Regions from separate parts of the Ovis aries genome. Here region 1 is linked to region 2. Evidence: chromatin contacts called from public Hi-C data. All regions are on one chromosome and are shown on one strand. The core of a region is the stretch at or near the end of the contact, and the rest is flanking DNA. Distances in the headings are between cores, read along the strand shown. Region 1 overlaps ELMO1 (engulfment and cell motility 1). Region 2 has its middle 58 kb from the start of ELMO1.

Region 1 (3,056 bases), core at 201-2,700, 290 kb before region 2:
ACAGGGACTCTCACCTCTCCATCAGTCTTGGAGTTTTTTGCTAAAATTTAGAAAAACAGATTCAGCTAAAAGATTAAATGGAAGGTCAAAGTCAAAATTTGGGATATGACAGCATAAAAATGAAGCTCTGTAAAGCAAGTTGCAAAGCTGAATACAATGCTTCAGAAGTGTTCTTCTTAGAAAAAACATGTTAAGACTACCAGTAAAAAAGGAATAACATCAAATTATTATTTTTTTTCTAGTTTTACAAATATTATTAGAGAGGTTTATAAAAAAGTTACTCTGATGCACCAATGGTTAAAGTAGAAATTACCCAGTGTTTATGGAAAGCAATTTGATGATATCAAAAGCTTTAAAAATATATATCATAGAAATGTTAGTTTCATGGATTTATCCTAATGACATGATCAAGGATGTACATCAATACCGAGAGGCAAAGATGTTAATTGCTGACTCATCTATAATTTTAAAACACTGAAATACTCAGTAAAAGAGCTTGGCTAAATAAACTGTAGTACACTCATATAAAAACAACTCTTTAGCAATGAAAACAATGCATATAACTGATGTGGAAACATTTTCAAAGAATTCCCATAAAAGATAAGGTTTTCCAAATAACAATAAAGCATAAATACCAATGTGTACAAATGAATATTAACATTAGTGTGTGTGTAAGTATATTCAAGGAAAGAGTATTTGCAGTTATAAAATAATGCCCGATGATTTCTAATTACTGAAGACAAAAGTCTGATTCATGTTGGTTATGAAGGAGGTAAAAAGAAACCCAAATTTACACCTGCAGAATTTGAGGTTAATAAGCCAAAGGTCATATAGAAATGTGATAATGATGAAAGCAAAAATGGACCGGAAGCAGAAACAAAAACAACAGATTATATTCAGGACAAGGCTGTGTTCTGATCTGCAAACTAAGTAAAAAGAAAATCTAGGTGGTAACTAATTAGCATCCATAGCAAGACAAAACTTTTAGGACAATATAAACTGCATGTCACACCATGATTAAATTTCAGGAGACTCTCAATCCGATTGTGATATGGAATCGGCATATGCGAATAACCCAGTCACCAGTCCCAAATAAGGTTTCTCTCACAATTGCCATCACCTGTTTAATTTAAACAGAATCTTCAGCCTCCTGTGAAGTAGATCTAACGAAGTCTAGATGCTTTCCGGGCTAACTACTCTTGGTTACACTTAATCAGAACTGAATAAACAAGCTCAGTATTAGTCACACTTGTACAAGTTATTCCACTCCGCTGCAGCCAGAGGAGACTTTCATGTGATCCTGTTCAAACCAGCTAAACATCTGGAAAATGTGGGAACTATTCTGCAAGGCACAGGAGGACCACACGCTCAGAGGAGACATCGCTTATGAGGCTGAGGTCAGGCCCCTGGGGGCTGGAAGGAGAGAGCTCACTGGAGATGGCTTACTTACTATGAAGCCAAGTTTTTTATAATCCCGGGTGTACATGGACTTGCGCTTCTCCATGCTGCCACTGCTGTTATTTGGTTCAGACTCTGCATCAAAAGCAATTCTTCGAAGTTCAAATATGATGTCCCGCTGAGCCTGAAGGGTTTAGGAAGGAAAAAAAAGGGAGGGAGAGAGAGCTGCCTTCATTCTGTGATGTTTCATCTGCTCCCTCATTCCCCAGGGTCTAAATGAATCACTGGGTACAGGCAAAAGGAAAACAGATAAAGGGCAACCAGTGTTCTAAGTTACAGCTCTGTGAACTTTTTCCCCCCTCCTGCCACTCTCCCTGCTGGTCAGCCCTGGCTTTATTCCACAATTATCCTCATGGCCAAGCCCCCTGAAGCTCTGGTATCAACTGCCCTGTGACATTCTCAATGAGGGCCCCAAATATGATGGAAGGCTTGTGATTGGAAAAAGCCAAGTTAGAGGATCTTGAAGTCCTGTACTGTCAGAAATAAAGTGAGACGCACATAAGGTTTAAGAACAATAGGTAGGTGATACGGGATCCCTAACTCCACTGAGAAGTGACTTCATAGAGACAAATCTGAAAAATGGTTAAAACGGTAAAGGTTCTGTGATGCACGTTTAACCACAATAAGAAAAAGGCATGTATCTTTTACATAAATAGGAGGAGGTTTTCAAGAAGGGAGGGCTGTTCCACCTCTGGACGCATTGCCTTTCGAACTAAAAGTCATAAGGCAGTCTCATCTCTCTGTGATGATTGCACTTGGCCTTGCCAGAAGTGTGGGGCACGTTAGACGGCCGCTGGAAGCCTCTGGATCATTCTGAATCGCGTGGCCTCACGCCACAAACGAAGTGCTGCGGCGGTTACACACTTCGCATGTGTGTCCACATCTGCCAGAGATCAGACCCTCACGTGCCAATAACGAGTGTTTTCCTTTCCAAAGCTGCAGCGCTGTTTAAGCTGCAAATATGCTACAGCAGCGCTCCCAGCTGTTTCCTCTCACTCTGTCTTCACACAGTAAAGTTCCCCCAGAGCCTTTTGGATCAAGACTTAACCTCTCAAGCACAACAGCCAGAGACCTAGAGAGATCTATAGCAGAGAGCCAACCGACAGAAATGGAAGCCCAGAAATCAGATGTAACCTGGGGCCTCGATGGCTCTGACCACTGGAGAATGGAAATACTCTCTCAGCCTGTAGAAGCCATATCACCAGAGCTGCCAAGTGGCTCTGTGTCCTGGGGACTTGACTCCAAAGCTATCACCAATGAAAGCACTGGAGCCAAGTGTCAGTATTTGTAGTCATGCGACGTCAGGCTTTCTTATCCAATAAGGAAAGAGTCTGCATGTGTTCGATACATTAACAAAACAATTCATTTATTTTATTCTATGATCCTATGCATGCTTAGTCACTTAGTTATGTCCAACTATTTGCGACCCTTTGGACTATAGCCTGCCTGGCTCCTCTGTCCATGGAATTTTCCAGGCAAGAATATTGGAGTGAGTTGCTATTTCCTACTCCAGGAGATCTTCCTGACCCAGGGATTGAACTCCTGTCTCCTGTGTCTTCTGCATTGCAAGAGGAGTTTTTACCCACTGAGCTGTCAGA
Region 2 (2,737 bases), core at 228-2,727:
TGTTGGTCAAAAAGGTTGTCTGCTCTGCATTTGGTCAGTGTTATAACTCTCAGCGTTCATGTTATTCCTTCTCCGTAGTGACAATTTATTGGGTGACGTCAGCATGCAGTGGTTTTAAAGATGGGCTGCCTTTATAAGGGATGTGGGGAAATTACTACTTTAAAAGATGACTTGACAAATGACACCAGGCAGAAAACTAATTTTGTGCTGAAGATGAAGCCACAAACAAATGATAGTGTAGCATTTCCTGTGCTAAGATTTCATGAATAAAGTAAAAGCTAAATTGTCCTTATTCCACCCCAAGTTTTAAATTAGCAGTGCATTTTGGTATCTACTCCCCAAACTGTGCTTTAATTTTAGAAAAGCTAAATGGAAAACATGTTTTAAATATGATACTATGCACAAATATGATATAAATATGAACACATGGTATTAGACATAAATCTCATATTATAAAGAAAAGGGGGCTTCTCTGCCCTTTTTTTCCTCCTATTTGTGAGACATCATCCTCTCCCAAATCATCTCAATCAATTGCCACCATAAGCATGACTATTGTCACAGATGGGTGCTTTTCAAAATAGTTAACAATCCTTTTACACATGCCCCCCAAAAGGAGATAACATTATTCATTGAATTAGAAGGACTGCCTGTGAAAGAAAAGCAGAATTCTTAGGATTGGAAAAGATAAGCTAGGTAGTCCTCCAACAGAGTACCACATGGAATGTGTCGACTGCTTCTTCTTTGCTGTGGTAGGAGCACAATCCACTCCAACAAAAATCTTCCATGGATGCTGGGACATCTAGGTCTGACCTGTCCGCCGTGTAAAGGGCTGGTTAGAATAAGTCATGCAACATTTCTCAAAACCTGTGTCCACAGAGTAGGTAAGTCTGCGTAGTCTGTTCAGAAGTGTACCTGGCAAAACTGCGTCATGGTCGGATATCTGTTGGAACTACTGTGTTCAAAAGTGTCTGCGGGATTCTTAGTGTAGGATATCTCAGAATATTTGATTTCAGCTTTCTCTTTTTCATTGAGTAGCTCATGAAACAAACATTTCTAGGAATTTGCTTTGAAAATTGTTGGTATTTTGGGTTAATTTTAACTCAGGAGTATTTTGTGTACACACACACATATGATGTGCGTATATATATTAAACATGATTTTGAAACAACTGAGCCATTGTCTTCTGTGCTGTATAATTTATTACATAGTTTACTGTTAATTTGAGAATGTTTTAAAGACATTTTAAACTATCCACTACAAAATGGAAATAATCATTTCATGGTAAACTCTCGAGTTAGGAATGACTACACCAGCACATCAATTCTGTTCTGAATTGTTCACATCAATTCTCAGTTGAGGGGGAGCTGTGAAAATGAAATGGGAAACTTCATGAAAACGGAGCTGGGAGGCCAGGAGGGGAGCTCTCATGCATATACCACTTGTGCCAGCACAGATCCCAGTAGGAAGAGACATACCTTGCATCTCTGGCAGAAAGCGACATTACAGGGCCAGCAGGAAGAGGAAAGATTTTCTTCTTGCCTGACAACAGCTCAGCCAAAAAAAAAAAAAAAACTGCTGTACTTTGGACTTTGTGTTTATAACAGCTTCTCTCCCTTGCTTTACCTGACTTGCATGTGCTTTATCATAATTGCATGTCCAGAATTGCAATTCTTGGCTGTTTCCAAGTAAAAAGCCTGTTGTGCTGGAAAAATAACTGGACCTTTTATTGTTTTAGGTTAACAGAAAAGAAACAGACCTGGGAAGAGAGTTTCAATGCAATGGGGAAAGGTTTTTGAGCTACTGCTACAGAACGCTGTAGGACACCACATGAATGGGTTTTTATTTCACTCAATGGACAATGAGTCTTGGAGGAGACAATGCTTGTGCTGAGTACTGAAGAATAAACAGAGTTAGTCATTCAAAGAACTGGAGTTGGTGGGACATGTGAGCCTGAGGCATGGGAGAGCACTGGTTATAATAGGTGGGAAGTTTATTTTATTAGGAAGGAAAGGGGGGAAAGTAAATCTAAGCTATCCAGCCAATACCTGGACTGTGTTCCTTTGTGGCCTGTCAAACCCTTATAGGATTTTGGAAATTATCACCACCTGAAACATTCCCCACTATGAGGACACAAGATAACATTTCTTTGTTTTCGGCATGGCTTGTTTAGGAACACTGGAAATCATACTTATGCCCTATTTGTTAAAGGGAAAGAAAACATTAGACCCTAGAGTGTTTCAGAAAGAGGTAAATTTTAAAAAAATAAAGCATGCGAAAAGGTGGGAATAACAAAAAAAAAAAAAGGAAAAGGGGAAGATGAAATTGTAAGTAGGGGAGGAGTTTGAATAAAGTAGTATCTTATTTTTTTTAATTGTATTATGACTGTTAAAACAAAAGCAAGTTTGTATGTACTTTAGTGGAAAATTAGAGAGTCTCTCAGGGACTGGTAGTCAGATGTAATTTTTAATCAATTCATTTGAAAATCTGTAGCAAATAATGAAATCCATGAGCTACTTATTGCTTTAGAAATCAGCACAGCTATTTATTTGACAATTTTCACATGAAAAGCTTAGTTTTTAGAAGCATATTATTAAAAACATCACTATACACAGGACACTTTATTCTAACGTTTATATCCACTTGAACCTTGTTATAATTTTGAAGTTAGTGTTAATAGCTGCATTCACGATTGCTTGACTTTTTTCCAGATAAAATTGTGAGGTTGGGGCAGATTCTT

Evidence for each region. A called contact is a pair of places that touch in the nucleus more often than the background predicts.
Region 1: a contact with region 2 is called in a Hi-C map of hypothalamus, with 3 times the contacts expected there. The contact joins two enhancer-like sites. A contact is called at or near these places in 13 of 16 Hi-C or Micro-C datasets (blood, hypothalamus, liver and 5 more).

Annotation. Positions count from the first base shown.
Region 1 is chr4:61,689,750-61,692,805 of ARS-UI_Ramb_v3.0, reverse strand. It overlaps ELMO1 (engulfment and cell motility 1), which reads right to left. Exons shown (of 23, transcript XM_060414767.1): 14 at 1,451-1,582. Among named protein-coding and RNA genes, the nearest start is that of ELMO1, 230 kb to the right of the region's middle. Within about 2 kb of position 1,450, at least 4 of the 54 cell types and tissues checked have an H3K27ac peak or open chromatin away from gene starts, as enhancers often do. A contact at or near this core is called in hypothalamus, where this site is marked.
Region 2 is chr4:61,402,156-61,404,892 of ARS-UI_Ramb_v3.0, reverse strand. No RefSeq gene overlaps it. Among named protein-coding and RNA genes, the nearest start is that of ELMO1, 58 kb to the left of the region's middle. Within about 2 kb of position 1,477, at least 9 of the 54 cell types and tissues checked have an H3K27ac peak or open chromatin away from gene starts, as enhancers often do. A contact at or near this core is called in hypothalamus, where this site is marked.